Linked DNA regions of Mus musculus: all the other regions are linked to region 2. The links are chromatin contacts, called in public Hi-C, HiChIP or PLAC-seq and promoter capture Hi-C maps. All regions are on one chromosome and are shown on one strand. Each heading gives the region's core, a stretch centred on a gene start, on an enhancer-like site or on the middle of the called end of the contact. The rest is flanking DNA. Distances are from core to core; before and after follow the strand shown.

Region 1 (2,967 bases), core at 315-2,814, 800 kb before region 2:
ATTTACTTCATGCCCGTTTTACTGACGAGAAAACAAAGGCTTAGACAGAGCGCACCCTTTACCAGCTGACATCCAGCTACTCAAGTCTGATCCCCATGGCTCTCCCTAGCCCTGCTGTGGCCACATTTAAACAGGGTAACCCCATGACTTTAACAGCCACGGTGGTGCTGATGATAACCAATGTAAAACACACACAGGAAGCGAGGCTTTGGTCTGCTTAAGCTTTTGAGTGTTTAATAACTTCACACTTGTGTGTTGTATTGCATGCATGCAATCCTTTCTTGAGCAAGCAGGAAAAAAATGAGCTGCAAAGTCATGTTAGTGCTCGTGTTTGGCTTTAAAGAGCTCCTTTTTCTCTCCACTTTATTTCTTTGGGGACATGGGGTGTGAAAAAAGGGCAGCCTGAGTATTGGAGATTCTCCTGGGTTTCTCAGTCACCTGCCTGTCCAGACGTCTGTAATCTCGAGCTGGCCAGAGCTGAGGCTAAGACTGAAGGGAAAGGAGAAGAGGGTCGGTAGCATGCTCTGAAGAATCGGTCAAGTTCCAGTTCCAGTGGGGAGACCCAGCGTCTCTCCCTGACTTCAGAAGAAAAGCATCGCGAGGCTTCAGGCTCCACGGATAGCACCTCTGCAAGGCAGGCCCCACACAGGCAGCTGATGTCACCCAGCTGGGATGGAGGAGGTGGGAAAAATAATAGCAGAGACAAAGAGAAAGGAGGCAGGAGGAACCAGCATCAAGGATGGGAATGCCACAGAGGGATTGACTGGACAGACAGGAGCAGGAAAGAGATGTAAATTTCAAGGGAAAGGGTATGAACCATCTCTTCTTCCCGACCCTGAGCAGGCAGGCTGAAAGCTTCTCCAGCCTGCCGGGGGTTCAGAGGTACATGTACCAGCACCCTCCGACCCTAGTGCCTGTCTCCAAGGCTCAGAGGACAATGCAGAGCTGAGGGAGACAGTCAGTGGGGGTTTCCTATGATTTCCACAGGAGTTGCCCCTTCCTGGGGTCATTCCCTTGCAACCCTCCAAGAGTTCCCTCCCCAAAGACCCCCAGCCTGGCTTCTGCAGGCCTGTCTCCTCCATTCTCCCATCGCTCTGAAGGGGCTCCCGACTCCCTAATGCTCTCCAGAGTCTGTCTGAGCCATCCATCAAGAGTGGCAGGCGGAGGGAAACATGAAAAAGAGCCTATTTGGCTATTAACATCCCCTCCTGCTTTGTTGTCTCTCTCCTCCCCACTCCCCTACCAGCCCCCAACCCCCCCCAGCTCCCTAACACCCCCCCCCCAACCCCCCTTTGCAGGAGACAAAACCAGACTGACAAGCTGAAGACTCAAACATTAATCAAACTGCGCTCCGGAACAACCTTTCCCTCGCATTAATAAATACATTTGCGGCCCCTCATTGGACAGTTGGCCTAATTTGTTTCTTTTTCGCAGGGTGGGGGGAGCCACCGAGCCCGCGCTCCCCCCAGCTCCCAGCAGCCGGGCGCAAAGCAGATGTTCCACCGCGGACGCGGAGTTGCGCTGAGTCTCGCGCCCCGGAGGCCGCGGTTGCCATGGCGACGGCCGGGCCGCCTGCTGTCGCGGAGCACGCTGTCTCGCCCGCTCAGTGATTACCTCCATCTCTGCAGCGTTCGCCATACGGCCGGGATTCTAATCAGTTCCCCTCCCCCTCCCCTCCTCTGCCCAGCCCACTATCCCTTAACCCCCCACCCCCGCACCAACGTCTTAGGAACTCATTAAGCGTTGCGGCTGCATCCCAGCAAGTGTTCGAGCAAACAGAGAGCTCAGAAGTGTCCTGCGCTCACTTCTCTGTTTAGGAATGACTGGCTCTAGTGTGGAAATCGGTCTGCATCGCCACTCCCCTAGCTATCTTAGGTACAACTGGGTCTCCAGGGCCCAGCTTCCAACACTGTCCCTGAAGGTTCCACTTTCTGGGTTTTGCAGAGGCAGGTTCCCTAAGGTCCCTGGGGCGCAGTAAGACAGGCTGTCATAGTTTACCTTTAGGCCAGAGGTTCTCATCCTGTAGGTCCCGACACTTTTGGGGGTCTAACAAGCCATTCACTGGGGTCCAATATTAGGTATTCTGCATATCAAATATTTACATTACAATTCATAGCAGTAGCAAAAGTACAGTTATGAAGTAGCAGCAAAAATAATTTTATGGCTGAGAGATCATCACAACATTGCAGCTTTAGGAAGAAGGTTAAGAACTGCTCCTCTAGACAGGCAGACAGGCAGACAGGCAGGCCTCTGTCATTTTGCTTTTGAAGGTGTTGGAAATGGGGGTGAGGGGTGGGGGCAAAACACATGGTTTCTGGGTCATTTAGAGAACCAGGTCTGGCTGTGCCCTTGTGGTATTTCACACTAAGGAGAAGGTCAGCACGGTGGCTTGGTATTTAAGCTGAGAACTTTGGAGGTCCAGACAAGTTCAAGGCCAACCTGAACTATAAAGTCAAACACTGCCCTCCCAGTACCCCACACCCTCCCCCCAAAAAAACCAACAGTCTAAGAGGAGGAAGGAGAAGTCCACTCAAAGCTTACAGACTTGGCCCATGGTTCTTAAGACCATTTACCCATAATCCCCCACACTATGACGTTAGTACTCCCAGGCTGAGCTTGCCTTCTTTACCAGTGGTCTCTGATATACCCCCAGCTGGTTCTTTTGCACGTACTGCCCCCCCCAAACCATTCCAAGCTTGATAGGGATAAGGACCAACAATGTTTAGGGATTTGAGGTGCCTAGAAGTCTTTCTATTGGGAAGGACGGTCCTCTCCTTGAGACTCTGAGGTTTAGCTGCAAGACCTCAGACATAACTCTTCTTTTCAAACATTCCTGGTTTCAGGAGACATGGGGTAAAAAAGTTTCAGGAGACATGGATGGGTGGGGGGTAAAAAAAAAAAAAACAGAAGCCATGGGCAAGACAGCCCCAAGGGGCCTGAGAGCGAGAGAGAGAGAGAGAGAGAGAG
Region 2 (3,122 bases), core at 66-2,565:
TGGGTCAAAGAGGATGGCTCATTCATAGCATTTCAAATAAAAAGTATTGCCAAACTGCTTTCCAGGAAGGTTTTCTAATTCACTAGTGAATGGTTACTGCAGTCCTGTTTTTCTGTCCCTACCCTTTGTGCTTGTGTGCATACACATGTGGTTTTGTTTGTTTCTTTGTTGTTGCTGGTTTTTTGAGACAGGGTTTCCTCTATATAGCCCTGGCTGTCCTGGAACTCACTTTGTAGACCAGGCTGGTCTCGAACTCAGAAATCTGCCTGCATCTGCCTCCCAAGTGCTGGGATTAAAGGTGTGCGCCACCACTGGCCGGCATTGTTTTGTCGTTTTAAGCCAGGTTTTGCTACTTACTCCAGACTGGCCTGGAGCAAGTGCTCCGTCTTCCTGCCTTAGCCTTCCGATGTCTGAAATTACAAGCATGCACCACCTGAATTCTTTGCACGCTTCATCCTACCAATTATTATTTTCGTTTTAGAGTTCTCCCCACTCCCAATACAATTGTCTAGCCCTACCTTGTTTTTTTTACCTAAACTCAAGAAGCTTAGTCTGGCCTTGAACTCCTGACTTTCCTGTCTCCTAAGCACCTGCCAAGTGCTAAAATTTCGGGTACGAAATAGCAAGCCTGGTTTTAATTGTATTTTGTTGAGTTTTTTTTTTCCACCATTCAACTTGTGAGTCCATGTTGACTGACTACTGACAGACCCACAAGAGCACGCTCACTACTTAGAAGTTTTCCAGCCTGCCTTAATACTTGGACGAAAATGGGGGTTTTTACAAATCACGATGGTGGAAGGTACTGTAAAGGCGTCGGCTCTCCTTGCCAGGAAGCAACATCTCGCGGGATGTCGGTGGTCCTTGAGTCCTTGGACAGGACTACAAGGCCCAACATGCAATGCGCCCCAAGGTCCAAGCGGCCGAATGAAGGCCTGGAGCCCTTATCACGTGTCAGCTTGCGTCAAGCGGCCGGTTGTCACTCCCACGCTTTTTTCTTCCGCTTGCACCTTGGTCGCCATTTTGTGTTGAAGGTTGTAGAACCTCTGAGTCTCGTCGACTCTATGGTCAAGCATTTCGGGATTCGACCAATCGTAACCCCGAACTCGGAAAAAGAACCCGCCTTTATCCGCAAGGAGGCGGGAATTGCCACGAAGCTCCTGTGGAGAGAGAGGAAGAAGCTGAAGAAGACCAATAAGAAGGATGGAGTTGATGACGCCAGCCAATTGGAACGTGGAGAGATAACGACCAATGGGAGTGAAGGGACTCCGAACACGTGGGTGGGGGAGCTGAGCGCTCAGACCAAGGGCTAAAGCTGGGAGGTGAGTCAGTCACCTTGAGCAGGGAGTGTGCTGTGGGCCGAGCAGGGGCTGCAGGGGAGTGGGAGTGCAGGTGACTTGGGGCTGGGAGACAGGGGTCCGCAAGGCCGTGGGTTGTGCCACGTGGAGCACCATTTGCCTCCAGGGATAGGGAAGGAGGACTAGAGTCTTTAAGCCTTATCAATTAATGTTAATTACCAACGGTAATGAGCGATAAACGGCCGCTGGGGAGAGTAGGGGACAGCAGTGTAACTTGGGCAGGATCCTGCACGACGTCTGCCAGTTTCTGCCTCCGGTCTTCCCGGGAGACCATTCCTTTTCGCAACATTTCCCTCTTGGGGCCTGAGCCACCTCCTTTTATTTCCGATCTCGGTTGCTGTCCTTCTGCAGACCCGCTGCGCAGAGAGTGGTTGACCCCGGAATCTGCTCTGTCCTTCTGACCTCTAATGCCCTCCTTAGCTGGGGTATAGGAAGAGGGTTGGGGGGAACGATTGGAGGTGGATGGGGACAACAGGAGGTTGCCAGTATAAGCAGACACCCGGGCTTTCATAGGAATTACGGTTTTTTTTTTTTTTCTTTTCTCCCCCTTCTTGCAGATTGAAAAATGCAGACCACCAAGGCACTGCTCATTTCTCCAGCTCTGGTAAGCGGAAGCTCCGGGTTTCCCTATAGTGCCGGGTATGGTATGGGAGCAATCATGTTTAATGAATGGACTAAGAGGGGCTGGCGTTCCGTGATGATGATGATGGCTATTGGCGGAGGGTATAGGAGCTGTTGCAGGTAACCTATGTTTATTCAGGCCTGTAAACCAAGCCGTCGTGGCTTTCTGAGCGTCCTCAGATAAGCTAGAGCTGACCTTTTATTACAGTCCTGGGTTGGCTGTAGCCAGACAGCCGGAAAACAGTTTTTCTCAACCTCGGCTGCGTGTTCAGTTCATCTGGAAAGCCTAATGCTTCTACTGCCCAGACTGCTCCTCAGACCAATTGCATCAGACTGAGAATGAAGGTGGAACCCCTAAGCAATTTTGGTAGAATGCCCCAGGTGATGCCAATGTTCTGCCAAGCCTGAGAGTCATTGTACTGAATAATGTGTCAAGCAATCCGTGTCACTGGGAGCTTTCCTAAGATGGCTGTTCTGGGAGTCAAACCAGGCTTCCTGGCCCGCTGCCTGAAGGATATATGTTGCTGTGAATGCATCTTAGTAAATCTCTCCCCTTGATTGCCTTTTGTTACCTCAACAACTGACTGGATGTTTGGGTCTTACTCTATTCTGGGAAACTGATTAGGTCTGTGCCCTTGGAAATGGACTTTGGTATCCGGTTTGGTTTGGGTTTGGTTCTGAGGATTGACCCCCGGGTCTTGTGAGTGCTCCCCAGCCTAGTGCATTATATCAAATGGTGATTGCTGCCACCCTGGGCTCCCACAGACTATCAGCATAGCTGTCTCCGATGTAGACGGACCTGAGAAAATAAGTTAATTGACCTTGAAATTGATTGGACTGATTGTGACAAACTCCTGTCACTTAGGTTGGGTTTGGGGTTTTGGTTTGTTTTTGTCTGATTTGGAGCAATATATCTTTCTGACTTTACAGATTCGCTCCTGTACCAGGGGTCTAATCAGGCCTGTGTCTGCCTCCCTCCTGAGCAGACCAGAGGCCCCATCTAAGCAGGTAAGGAAGTCAGGCCCCTCAGGATATCCCTCCAGTCAGCTGAGGTGCTTTTAGGAGAATTAAAGGATCTACGACACCCTTGCAATTCCAAGTCTCAAATGACAGTCAGAGATGTGACTAGCCCTGTGTGCTGACATT
Region 3 (3,002 bases), core at 83-2,582, 870 kb before region 2:
TGATCCTGTCTTGGAAGTCTCAGTACCTAGGAAGCTCTTGCTCCAAAGAAAGAGCAGCCCCGGGAATAGAAAAAGAGAGTGGACCTTATAAGGGATGCTGATGACTAACTACTACAGTCCACTGCAAGAGCCAGACGACTCTCCCCATCCTGCTCATGGGAGAAAACGACAATGCACCAAAAATTCTAGGCTAGCCTCACGTTTACTATGTAGCCAAGGCTGGCCTTAGTCTAAGTGCTGAGACAACCGGCAGGCATGCACCACTTTTCTCAGCAAGCTTCCTTCCTCTTGCTTCTGTGCAGCAGATTGCGCTGGCTCAAGCTGTAGACAGAGGATAATGAGTTCCCACTGCAGACACCAAGGCAGGCCAAGAAGGTCTCTTACCTGGCACAGTGCTGGGTGCCTGTCTACATGGCTCTTGGGGCTCCCACTCCGGATACTGGTAGACACCAGGGCTACAGAGTCATCTTCCACCACGGGCTGCCCCAGGCAGATCAAAGCTGGAAGAAGCGTTGTGAGGATTTCCTACTTCTCTCTCAGCCAGACATCCACCACGTGAAGTCAGCGTGCAGGCGCCGCACCTGTTCCCTGTATCCTTGGCTGGCTATTGCCAAAAACTATGCCTCCCACTACCTAGAAAGGAACAACAAAGAAATAAAAACAGCAACAACAACAAGAAGAAATATGAAAAGGAGGAAATAACCAAGTTGAAAGAGGTTTAGGAAAGGGACAGCCCTTCCATCTGTTAGAGCAGTGGCTAGTAGTAACTCCACTGCATTGGGTATAGGATGCCCTGAGCCCAGCCCAACCCTTAGGAAAGGGTTACAAGTTAGAAGGGAAGACCATTCTGCTCTGGGGTAGCCTGATTCCAATTTCTGTCTTCTTTCTATTCAGCTGACTCCCTTCTCGCCTCAGAGTCTCCTTCCTGACCCCAGAGTGCTTCCCCAGTCCCCAGAGTATCAGCCCACCACCACGACCCTCAGCACCTGCCCTGCGGTTTACAAGGCAGTTTCAGTCTCTCCTTACTCTCAAGCCACAATCTTCTCCCTCAGTCTCTCCCTGTGTCCCTAACACCTTTGCTTCCGAGTCCGGCCCCCAAACCATGTTTTCTTGCCCAGTCTTCCAACCTCCGCTGCGCCAGGAGGGGATCCCTGCCCTACGTTCTTCTTCAGTAGCCCGCCACTGGCCGGCCACTTACTGCGGACCTCTCCTCTCCAGCCCCGAGACTTCGCCCCGCCCTCGCCTTGGCTGCTGTCCCTATACCTTTAACAAACCTCCACGTGCTTCTTAAACGGCGGTGACAGCATTTCCTTGTCTCTCTGCTCCCGCCCCTGGAGGCGCTGCCCATTGGCTGCTGGGTTCCTTCATTCCCGCTCTAATTGGTCTCGCTCCAGGTAACTCAAACCAATAAGCTCTCCAGGTATGGATCCCTGCTCTGGTCCTGGACAGCTATTGGTTGATCCTAGGCACCTTGGTTCCGAGAACTTAGGACTTACTAGCTTGTCTGGGGCTCTAGTAAATTCTTCCTTCCCAGGCTAGACACACAGGCTGAGCAATTGGTTCCGAACCCAGGGCCAGGCGACGCTGGGTCACGTGGCCGACTGCTTACATGACGTGCGGGCTGCTGAGCGTCACTGTGACGTTCAGGAGACCTGCGAAGTGGACGGGCTACCTCCGTCACCTGTGCTGTCGGGGTGCAGTCATGGACCTGGGACCAATGCGCAAGAGTTACCGCGGGGATCGAGAGGTGCTGCCGCTGCCGCCGGGACACGGAAAGGGGGTGTCCCTAAATTAGCAAAGGGTTGGAGGAGCGCCTTGTGCTTTCAGGGGCCACTTACAAGGCAACGGGATTTAGGGGTCACCCTGATGGGAGAAGAGGGTTTCAGAGACAGCTACTGGGGAGGGCCTCAGGGGAACCGTGGATTAACGTGTACTCATAGACCCCTTGACATCAGAACCCACCTGTGTTGGAACCCAGCCCTTTTCTGACTGTCTCGCTGTGGACAATTTATGCTCTTTGGGCCTCAGTTTATCCACCTGTAAAGTGGTGATACCTACTTCACAAGGATGCTGTGGGTTTGGGGGTTTTCTCATTTTTTACATTTTTATACATTTAGAGTGTACATGTGTTTATACATGTATGACAGGCGACAACTTTCAGGAGTTTTTTGGTTTTTGTTTTTGTTTTTTTTTTTTTCCCACCATGTCGTAGGTCACCAGGAATGAACTCAGGTTGTCAGGTTTCGTGGTAGATGTCTTTACCAGTCTATATTTAGGCATTTGTAAAATGCTTAAAACAGTCATAAACGTGATATAAATTTATAAAGGAGCGGAAGCTGGGCTTGTAGCTGAGTGTTGTGGAGTCTTGCCTGGTGTGTATGAGGGTTCTGGGTTCCACCTTTGGCACCAAATGAACTAGGCACAGTGGATCCAGAGTTCAGGGTCCGGCTACACAGTGAGTTCAAGGCTAACCTGGAAGCTCTTCGTTTTAACCTCCCTCATCATGATCTTCTCCCCACTCAGGTCAGGGACCAAGAGATCAGTTCTGGGATTGGGATCCAGAGCTACAGTGGCCAAGTGTGCTTATCCGTGAACATCTGCAGGAGTGCTTGACTGAGATGTAGGCTCTTGTGAAACCTTAGAACTACTTCATGAAAAAGAATGAGGTGACCCACAGGAACTTCAGCACACTCCAGCCCTGGTTCATCCCTTCCTCCTTAGGAGACTCAGGGACTTACTGGGCCGTTTTATGCCTGTTTCACCATCTGTAAATGGACATAGAACCTACTTCCTGAGTAGTGTTTTGTTTGGTTGGTGTTTTTTTCTTTCTCTCATGGTCATCATTATGATGGCTAAATGCATTTACATTTGAAAAACATCTCAGCCCATTGCCAGGCACAGAGTAAACATTGTTCATTCGCTGACATCAACCTCTCTTTCTAGGCATTCGAGGAGACTCATCTGACCTCTCTGGATCCCATGAAGCAGTTTGCTTCCTGGTT
Region 4 (2,997 bases), core at 386-2,885, 770 kb after region 2:
AGAGAGCTAAAATAATACAAAGGAAAATATCTGAGCCCTTTTCAAGCAAGTTTTTATGTGCAAATCAACTCACAAAGATTGTTAAAAGGTATTTATACTAAGTACTAAAAGCAAAATACCGAATGCTAATGGCGTCAACAATGGCTTAAGCTATTCCCCACCCCCAGCCCCAGGGAATGTGGGCTAAGGGTCTGGAATTTTTTTAACTCCGAAGAGTCCTCTGTTTAGCATGTCAATCAGGTTTGTATTCTGTTCTTAAAGCCTCTCTCCAGGTTAGCCAGCCTCAAATGGAAATTCTGATAGGGGCCTGTGGGGGTTCAGGGGATAAAAGCACTTGCTCTTTCAGCAAGCTGGATGACCCGAGTTTGATCCCAGAGACACCACAAAGGTGGAAGTTAGGAATCTATTCCCCAAAGTTGTCCTCTGAGCACTCACCTGGTCATGAGTGCGTGCTCAGCTCACACACACACACACACACAAATCTGGAACCAGAATTCTATCTTGGTAATTACTGAGGTTGCTTTGATTCCAGCAAGTCACTCTTGGTTCACCTTGGTTCTTTCAAGTCCTCTGAGGCTAAAACTTCAAGGCCTACAAACCACTTTCCAGACTTTTCTTTTTCGAGACAGGATCTAGCCTGGAACTGGCCATGTAGACCAGGCTGGCCGTAAGCTCATGATTTGGATCTGCCTGCTTCAAAAAGCATGCACCCCCACCCCCACCCCCCCACCTGGTTCCAGACTTTTCGTATAGCTCTTTCTTCTAGTCTTAATTTCTTCTTCTTATGGCCTTTTATTATTACTTGAATACCCACTCCCTTTCTAGTGTCTTTCAAAATACTATTTCTCTCTCCACTCAGTTCTTGGCTCTTGCATTTGTGCTACAGAGGTCACACGGGCTGAATGAGGTTCAACACTTCTCCGACTTTTGGTACAGCACCCTCACATTCAAACCACGTCCTCCGCCCCTCTCCGGGCCACCCAAAGATCTCAAACCAAAGCAGAGCACTGATAAGCCGGGGGCGTTTCACAACAGAGATAAACTGGAAATTCTTTGGCGCTCCGGCATCCTGAGAATGGCTCTGCATCATCTCATAACTTACTTCTTGTTCTCTTAACGCAAGGACAAGGCATAAAGAGAACACTCTACCCCACTTCAAGACCGACAACGACCCTGTCAATCCTTTATTCAAGCCCCATTCACACCACTCCGGAACACGGAATAGCTCTTACAGCAGTTCCTTGGGCAAAATATCTCTTGCCAGTTCGGAGTTTACAGAATGAACGGAAACGTCCTTCGGCCGACTAGGAAATGAAAGAGTTAAAGATCGACAACCTGATGGATTCTGGGGTTTTCCTCCCTCCACGCCACAAATTAAAACGACGAGGAAGGAAGAGTTTGCCCAATGTAAAGATGAAAACGGTTACCTTCAACTGCCAGACTTCTGCCCCAAACAATCATGGCTACCTAATCCCACACGAATGCCGCCTACCTAACTAAAAAGGTCTAGCCGAAGGTTTCACCACTGGTGCCGTCTCCTGCCCAATTCCAAAATGGCGCTGACTGGCCTCACTAAGAGTTTCGAGCTTCCCATGATCCTCACTGGCCTAAAGGTCAGGTGACGCAAGCCTCAGCCGGAAGTTAAGGAATAGGCGCTTCCAGCCCGCGGCGCTTGCGCAGAAGGCTCTAGACGCTGAGAGGTAGGAGGCACTTGGGATCGTCCGCAGGGTTTGGGACAGCTACAGAGGCCGCCACGGAGCCCGCCGGAGCCCCCGTTCCTGCTGGTGCTGCCGCCGCCCGAATCGGAACCGTCGGGCTGCAGCCGCCGGCAATGCCGCGAAGGAAGGTGAGAAATGGCAGAGAAGGGATGGCGGGTTTCTAAGGGGAGTCGATTGAGTAACGTGACGCGGTTGGCCACGCCTCGTCGTGCTTGGGTTCCAACTTTCTGGTCCCCCGAACCTAGCCTAGCTACTCTGTCTCCTCTCGGTACCAGACAGAAAAATGTGGGCCCGACCCTGGCCTCGGCCTATGCCTGTAACTATTCCCGCCCTCTGCTTGCCCGGATCGGAGGCGTTCTTGTTAATTGGTCGCGGAAATGTCTAGAAGCGTATTGATTGGATGGTGACGCCGCCTGTTTGGGCCCAACGGTCACCTCCCCGCGTGCGTGGGCGGTGTCTCGGTCTGGCCCCGGTGCTCTCCGACTGGCTGTGGCGAATGCTCTCCCTTCTCTTTATTGGCCCAGCTTTGCAGTCTGTTCTTGTGGCGGGTGCGGCTTAGCAAGGCCTGGATTGGGGCGACCAACGCCCCGCCCTTCCGGATAGAGATGGCGATAGGTGTTGTAAAGGCGAGTTGGGAAGACCACTTTCCTTTCCTGGTGGGGGGATTACAACAAAGCCGAGGATGGGTGGTTAGAAAGCCAGCGCCCACCCCCAAGGGATAGCTCGCAGGCCTGTTGCGTCTCAGTCACCGTCTTCCACCTATTTGTTCAGTTTGACATTTCCTGGTCAGTAAATGTTTGTTGAACTGTATGACATTTGCCCCATATGTTCAGTCGTAAAATGCAAAGAGCAGTGTTACGTGCTAGTTGCTAGGAATTCGAAAAGTATGCGTGATCACTGGCTTAAAGGGTTATCGCTGTTGAGAGAAGAACACAAAGAACCATAGTTCATACAGTCTCTGCTTGAAATTGTATACACTGTAAGAAAGCCGTTAACGTGGGAAATAAGTAAAGAGCTGATTTTCAGGGTTAAGCCAGGCAGAATTGATAGGTCATGGACGGGTGTCAGGGTCTTTGGCTGAGATGACCCTAAAGTTTGCCTTTTAGTGACATTCTGTGCCTCTATTTACTTGTGGTCAGATTTTTGAATGAAATATTTGGATGGATAGACGGTTGGTATTCATATTTCTGCAGAGATCACTCTTCATGGAAGCTTTCCAAGTTAAATATTTACATTAATGTCTCTTGCAATGACCAGAGTTGACAGGTAGTATTTTTTT
Region 5 (2,824 bases), core at 139-2,638, 840 kb before region 2:
CTTTGTTTTTGGAGACAGGGTTTCTCTGTGTAGGTCTGGCTTTGCTGGAACTCACTTTGTAGACCAGGCTGAATTTGAACCCAGAAATCTGCCTGCCTCTGTCTCCCAAGCGCTGGGATTGAAGGCGTGTGCCGCCACTGCCCAGCTTGAGTGTCATGTTTGAGTCCTCCCTCCTCACCCATTTGGCCAATCTATTGCCAACGCCTGTCTGTTTTCCTCCTAAATTCTGCTTATCTCCTCCCTACAGCTTCTGACCTAGGTGAGGCCCAACCTCTCCCTTACAGCCTCCTAGTTGCTCTGGACACAGCCTTATTGCCCATTAGCCCATCCTCCTAACCAATATGTGTTATGTCCTTCCTTGTACCAAACCCTTCAGTGGTTCCTCTCTGTCTGCAGTGTGAAGTCCAAGTTCCTTAATGAGGGACTCTTTGTTACGATCCTTATATTTTTACAGCCTCCTCCCGGGTCACTGCCTTAAACCTTTTACTGTATAGAGGTGGGTCTGAGGTCAGCTATAGGTGGGAGACCTGTGTAGTGTCCTCTTGAGATCCCTCGTGAAACAAGGGACCTTGCACTTCACTTTGTCTTGGACCACGTATATTTTGCCGGTCTCCCCTGCTTGTCTTTCCCTGAACCACTCTTGCAGCTGTAGTTTTAAAGTTTGTGCAGTCTCTTCCATCAGAAACAGCCTTTCCACTCCACCAGGAACACCCGCCATCATCCTTCCTTCTGCAACTTTTTTTTTTTTTTTTTTTTTTTTTTTTGGCTTTTCGAGACAGGGTTTCTCTGTATAGCCCTGGCTGTCCTGGAACTCACTTTGTAGATCAGGCTGGCCTCGAACTCAGAAATCCGCCTGCCTCTGCCTCCCTGCTGGGATTAAAGGCGTGTGCCACCACGCAACTTTTTGTTTACTATTCAATGAGTGTTGCTTCCTCTCCCTTCCCTGTCCCAGTCGTCCAACAAGAATCGGGTGCTCAAAAATCGTATTTATCATAAATGGGAGGACAAAATGTGACGAGAGCCTCAAGAGACCTGTGACCTTCTATATGTGGTAAAGGGAGAAAATGGTGGGAAGAAAGTATTTTTTTTAACTACTTTCGAAACGCCATCGGGAAGGTGCTAGGACCTGTTCCGCGCATGTGTTCGTTCTCTAGCTGGGGGCTCCGCGCCAGGCTGATGAAAAAGCAGCCTAAAACGGCTCTTGGGTGCCCCCTACCGCCATCGTGCAAGTGTAACATCCCTTCCTGGAGATCACCCGGCCGGAGCCCGCCTCTCGCCTTCCATTGGCTGTCAGCTATTCTCCCGCCCCTCCGGTACTCAACCAATCAGAACATCGTGATGGGCGGGGCTTTCAGCAGAGGGGCGGAGCGTGGTCTTGGATTGGCTCCGCTGAAGACGGCGACGTGGCTGAAGGAGGCCGGTTTGTTTCGGAACTGAGGCTCAAGCACAGCCGCTCAGGATTGGTGCTAGGCTGGGCCGGGGTCTTTGGCCGGAAGCGGAAGTGGAGAAAGGATGCAGGTGTGGGGACCAGGGCTGGAGAAACTGGGTCTTCTCTGGGATTCCTGTCCTGCCTCCTCAAGTCCTCCCGTCCTCTGTCGGGTGCTCTGCCCCTGCAGGGTGGCGGTTGGACTCGTGGAATGAGCGCGCGCGAGGCGCATCGCCTTCCCGCGTTCACGCCCTCCCTCCCGGTCGTATTTCCCACCAGGACCATCAGCACGTGCCCATCGACATCCAGACCAGCAAGCTGCTCGGTAGGAGAGGGCGCCCCCGCGCGGTCGGCTCTCGGGGGAGGTCTGCTAGTTGCCCCCTGTCACCAACCAGCAGCCAGGAGCTGTGAAAGTCCCAGCTGAGGTGCTTTACTCCAGCGAACTGTTTGCTCTGCAAGGAAGGAAGCATGGAAAGTCTGTACTGGCTCCGTGTTTTCTACTTTTAACGTTTCTCACGTAGTATCAAATCGTATTCAGGCACACAGGACAAATGGATAGTGTTAAAGATGGACAGTTAAGCAAATGGCTGATCCATTTGAAACCTAAGTCTGTTTGGTTCTGTCTTCATGCATTTTGCATTATTTGGGGTGGGTAATCCTCTCCCATCTATTTAAAAAGTTTCTCTCCTTGGATTTAGGGAGAAGAGGGCCCTAAGACTCACATACAGACCTTTTATGCCAACCATGGTGGTTCACACTGGTAACCATAATACTTGGGAGGCCGAGGCAGGAGGATTGGTGGCAGTTCTCAGACAGCCTGGCTTGCATAGCAAGTACCAGCCTAGTACTCCCCGCCCCCCACCCCCACCCCCCCAAAAAACCTTTAGTCTTAGCACTCAGAAGGCAGAGGCAGGCCTTGGCCACATAGCAAGCACCAGGGCAGCCAGGACTACATGGAGAGACACTATTTCAAAAGAAAATGACAGAGAGACAAGAAGACCTTTTAGTGACCAGGCAGTCTCTGCATCTGGCTTACATCCCTCATTCTGTCACTTCTGGGGGTGTGTACAGCCCCTGGCCCTTGTGTTCACCAGATACGCCAGTCCACTGGTAACACGTCCTTAAGAGGGTGTTTGCCGACCTCAGCCCCTGGAGGAATTCTGGTGTCTGCTGTTTTCCTTTCTGACAACTTGAGAAGAACTCAGAGTCAGAATTTCTGATACTGTTGTTGCTTGAGAGAAATTAAGCGGTTGAAAGATTTGTTTTAAAGGAGAGGGAGTATTCAGTCCTTTGATGGACACTGGTGAGTCCTCCCAAGTGCCTGCCAGGCACGGGCCACCATGTATTCATAGTGTATGGGCACCCGCTGCATCTACCTGGGTGTGCCAGTTTGTCCTC
Region 6 (2,750 bases), core at 61-2,560, 970 kb before region 2:
CAACCTCACAATTCGCCCAAAGGAGTCTTTCTTCAGGTCAGATGGTGAATACCTGAAATCCGAGTTCAAGATCAGCCTCACTAATGAGACCCTGACTCAAACTGCAAAACTAAGGCCTGCGAGACGACTAATCCAGTGCAATAAATGCACTTCCCACCAACTCTGACAACCTAAACACAACCCTTGGAATCCCCCTATGATGGAGAAAAGAAAAAGAGGCACGCAAGCTGCCTTCTGACCTTTTTGTGCCCAATAGCACAAAATGATGATAATAGGAAAAGCTTGGAAGGTCCCCTCTGCACCCAAGGACATTCTTCAAAGCTCTGAGCCAACGTGACTCTTTCAACCCTAACATAAAGACCAATAGCGTCGTTTTGTAGGGAAAAGATCAGCTAGAAGACTCCAGGTAATATAGAGGATTGCCAGGGTGAGAGGTTTTATGGTTAAGGGCCACAAGAGCTGTTACGAGTGCCTTTGGGATGAGATGGGGCTGGAGAGATGGCTCAGCGGTTAAGAGCACTGACTGCTCTTCCAGAGGTCCCGAGTTCAATTCCCAGCAACCGCATGGTGGCTCACAACCATCTGTAATGAGATTTGATGCCCTCTTCTGATGTGTCTGAAGACAGCAACAGTGTACTCACTTACAGAAAGTAAATACTTCTTTAAAAAATAAAAATAATGCCTTCCTCCCAAGGTGCCTTTGCTTTGAAGCAATGAGTACAATCCTACAGTATGGTGTCAAATTTACCCATTAAATGCCTGATGCCTATTAACAGCAGACACCACAGCTGAGATGGACACAGTGAAGTTTAACAGATCAGACGAGACACGTGCATAAACAAAACTAGACTGAATTGATAAAAGTAAATTTCACCAAAGAACCTGCTCTTTATGGAGAGAGGGTAGTTGAGAGAAGACTTGAATCTGTGTTTGGGCTAAGACCTTAAGAAGGAATACATAAATTTTCTGGAAAGGACTCTCCGGGACCAGGAGTAAGAACTGAGCGAAGGGTTAGAAAAATCCAAAGCGAGGTCCTGTGATTCCCGGCTTGGGGGGAGGGGCTGTGGAAGGGATGTCACCGGCAGGTAATGACCCAGTCAAATCAGAGATCCGGCTAGTGGCAGGGTCTCCTAGAGCTGTCGACGGTCAGAGATTACGGGAAAGGTCAGAAGGAAAGGAGGGTGGCGAGGGCTAGAGAGCGCCATCCTGCGTGCAGGGAGGCCCTGGGCCACTCCTTACCCGCCCGGGGCGGGAGACCTCCACGGAGGATCCCGGCCACCGCCGCAGCCATCGCTACAGGAAGTTCCCATGCGCGCTGCGCGGAGACGGAAGTAGCTAAGGATTGTGGGGCAGCAGTAAAAAAAAAAAAAAAAAAAAAAAAAAAACAAAAACCCGGGCCCGGAAATAGTGGGCGTGGCGCCTGATAGGGCCGCTATGCGCATGCGTGGAGCTGGGCCTCTTTCTCCTCTTCCCCCCCTCCCCCCGTTCCGTCAGACCTGGCGTCCAGTCTCCTAGCAACGACGCGAGACCTCAAGGAACGGTTCTTTCTATTCCTTCTGGTCCTTTCAGTTTAAGGCCAGTAAAGCCACGCTACACACCTCTAACTCCAGATCCTTCGTTCCCATTTACTCCTATTTTCCACCGCACCCCCAATAATTCTCAGAACCCCCTGCCCTTGTCTCCTCAGTCTTCCCTCCAACCTGGGTTCAACCAGCCCAACCGTCTAAGCTTCTCTGCTCGCCTTCGTCCATCTACCTGCCTCAAGCAGCCGCTGTTTATTTTAGATCATGCCAGGAGACGAGCAGGAAGGTGAGTTGACAGAACAGTTGGGCAACAGTGAGGTCGGTCGGGTTTCCAAAAAAAAAAAAAAAAAAAAAAAAAAATGAACCCAAGGCGACAAAAGGCTCATCTTTCCCCAGCTAAGAAAGCTGCCCAGAGAACCGAGGAAGGTGTCCACATTACTGAAGCCCTTATCACCAAGCGGAACCTGACCTTCCCTGGAGATGAAGACCTGTCAGAAAAGATGTGAGTGGACAGGAGAGAAAGGGGTGATAGAAGGCGGGAACAGTGACGTCCAGGTTGCTGAGCTGTACTGACTTTGAAACTTTCTCTCCTTACTTACTCCACTTACTAATCAGTATTACTTTCCGGTTGGTTTTTTTACTTTTTTTTTTGTTTTGTTTTGTTTTGTTTTTTTCGGGACAGGGTTTCTCTGTGTAGCCCTGGCTGTCCTGGAACTCACTCTGTAGACCAGGCTGTCCTGGAAATCAGTAATCCACCTGCCAATGCCTCACAAGTGCTGGGATTAAAGGCGTGCGCCACCACCACCCAGCGGTTTTTACTTCTTGAAGACGATTTTTTTCATACATCCTCAGCTGCCTTGGAGGTCACTACCTCACCTCTTAGCAAACTTCAAAATTCTCCGCCCAGTTCCCAGTCTGGCCTTCCCATACTGCTGTTACACCATTGATTGTTATAAATGATAAATCTAATTACTCCCTGGTAGAAACTTCCTCAACAACCTACTACAGCCAGAGTAAAATCCAAATAGCATTAACCAACCTTATTTACAGCTACATTCTGCAAGTGTGCAATTCCTCATACCATGTTCTTTTTTTCTTTTCTTTCTTTTCTTTCTTTTTTTTTTCTTTGGTTGTTTTTTGTTTTTGTTTTTTTTCCGAGACAGGGTTTCTCTGTGTATCCCTGGCTGTCCTGGAACTCACTTTGTAGACCAGGCTGGCCTCGAACTC

Evidence for each region. Promoter capture Hi-C pulls out the DNA fragments that hold promoters and counts their contacts. Hi-C and Micro-C count contacts between places; a contact is called where the count stands out from the background. HiChIP or PLAC-seq counts read pairs in DNA pulled down with a chosen protein or histone mark.
Region 1: an H3K4me3 HiChIP or PLAC-seq map of forebrain shows a contact between it and region 2, with 5 times the contacts expected there. The contact joins the enhancer-like site here to the promoter of Atp5g1 in region 2. A contact is called at or near these places in 6 of 39 promoter capture datasets (the 3T3-L1 cell line, HPC-7-derived erythroid cells, embryonic stem cells and 3 more), 7 of 115 datasets of contacts at active chromatin or transcription factors (T-cell acute lymphoblastic leukemia, astrocytes, bone marrow-derived macrophages and 4 more) and 1 of 9 other capture datasets (adipose tissue).
Region 3: a Hi-C map of B cells shows a contact between it and region 2, with 8 read pairs. The contact joins the promoter of D030028A08Rik here to the promoter of Atp5g1 in region 2. A contact is called at or near these places in 7 of 39 promoter capture datasets (the HPC-7 cell line, hippocampal neurons, liver and 3 more), 1 of 484 Hi-C or Micro-C datasets (B cells) and 3 of 115 datasets of contacts at active chromatin or transcription factors (extraembryonic endoderm stem cells, forebrain and large pre-B cells).
Region 4: a promoter capture Hi-C map of liver shows a contact between it and region 2, with 2.5 times the contacts expected there. The contact joins the promoter of Kat7 here to the promoter of Atp5g1 in region 2. A contact is called at or near these places in 5 of 39 promoter capture datasets (hippocampal neurons, liver, neutrophils and 1 more), 5 of 484 Hi-C or Micro-C datasets (CD4 T cells, the G1E-ER4 cell line, embryonic stem cells and 2 more), 4 of 115 datasets of contacts at active chromatin or transcription factors (effector CD8 T cells, embryonic stem cells, memory CD8 T cells and 1 more) and 1 of 9 other capture datasets (liver).
Region 5: a Hi-C map of B cells shows a contact between it and region 2, with 7 read pairs. The contact joins the promoter of Cdk5rap3 here to the promoter of Atp5g1 in region 2. A contact is called at or near these places in 4 of 39 promoter capture datasets (hippocampal neurons, liver and stem cell-derived epiblast-like cells), 1 of 484 Hi-C or Micro-C datasets (B cells), 3 of 115 datasets of contacts at active chromatin or transcription factors (astrocytes, bone marrow-derived macrophages and stem cell-derived neural progenitor cells) and 1 of 9 other capture datasets (macrophages).
Region 6: a promoter capture Hi-C map of pre-B cells shows a contact between it and region 2, with 2.7 times the contacts expected there. The contact joins the promoter of Mrpl10 here to the promoter of Atp5g1 in region 2. A contact is called at or near these places in 6 of 39 promoter capture datasets (the 3T3-L1 cell line, hippocampal neurons, liver and 2 more), 2 of 484 Hi-C or Micro-C datasets (B cells and muscle stem cells) and 4 of 115 datasets of contacts at active chromatin or transcription factors (Th17 cells, bone marrow-derived macrophages, large pre-B cells and 1 more).

What each region holds. Positions count from the first base shown.
Region 1 is chr11:96,874,533-96,877,499 of GRCm38.p6, reverse strand. It overlaps Gm11523 (a long non-coding RNA gene), which reads left to right. Exons shown (of 4, transcript XR_880183.2): 2 at 1,435-2,967. Among named protein-coding and RNA genes, the nearest start is that of Gm11523, 4.6 kb to the left of the region's middle. Within about 2 kb of position 1,564, at least 147 of the 459 cell types and tissues checked have an H3K27ac peak or open chromatin away from gene starts, as enhancers often do. A contact at or near this core is called in T-cell acute lymphoblastic leukemia, astrocytes, embryonic forebrain and 2 more, where this site is marked.
Region 2 is chr11:96,073,824-96,076,945 of GRCm38.p6, reverse strand. Atp5g1 (ATP synthase, H+ transporting, mitochondrial F0 complex, subunit C1 (subunit 9)) reads left to right here and starts at 1,315. Exons shown (of 5, transcript NM_001161419.1): 1 at 1,315-1,389; 2 at 1,913-1,959; 3 at 2,907-2,984. The coding sequence starts at 1,921.
Region 3 is chr11:96,942,476-96,945,477 of GRCm38.p6, reverse strand. It overlaps D030028A08Rik (RIKEN cDNA D030028A08 gene), which reads right to left and starts at 1,332. Exons shown (of 6, transcript NR_003293.3): 1 at 1,264-1,332; 2 at 385-633. It overlaps Pnpo (pyridoxine 5'-phosphate oxidase), which reads left to right and starts at 1,459. Exons shown (of 7, transcript NM_134021.2): 1 at 1,459-1,747; 2 at 2,944-3,002. The coding sequence starts at 1,610.
Region 4 is chr11:95,308,884-95,311,880 of GRCm38.p6, reverse strand. Kat7 (K(lysine) acetyltransferase 7) reads left to right here and starts at 1,635. Exons shown (of 15, transcript NM_001195003.1): 1 at 1,635-1,846. The coding sequence starts at 1,832. It overlaps Gm11520 (predicted gene 11520), which reads right to left and starts at 1,465. Exons shown (of 3, transcript NR_155298.1): 1 at 1,428-1,465.
Region 5 is chr11:96,915,078-96,917,901 of GRCm38.p6, reverse strand. Cdk5rap3 (CDK5 regulatory subunit associated protein 3) reads left to right here and starts at 1,388. Exons shown (of 14, transcript NM_030248.2): 1 at 1,388-1,518; 2 at 1,706-1,751. The coding sequence starts at 1,513.
Region 6 is chr11:97,040,142-97,042,891 of GRCm38.p6, reverse strand. It overlaps Mrpl10 (mitochondrial ribosomal protein L10), which reads right to left and starts at 1,310. Exons shown (of 5, transcript NM_026154.3): 1 at 1,240-1,310. The coding sequence starts at 1,291. Lrrc46 (leucine rich repeat containing 46) reads left to right here and starts at 1,523. Exons shown (of 8, transcript NM_027026.2): 1 at 1,523-1,809; 2 at 1,920-2,025. The coding sequence starts at 1,788.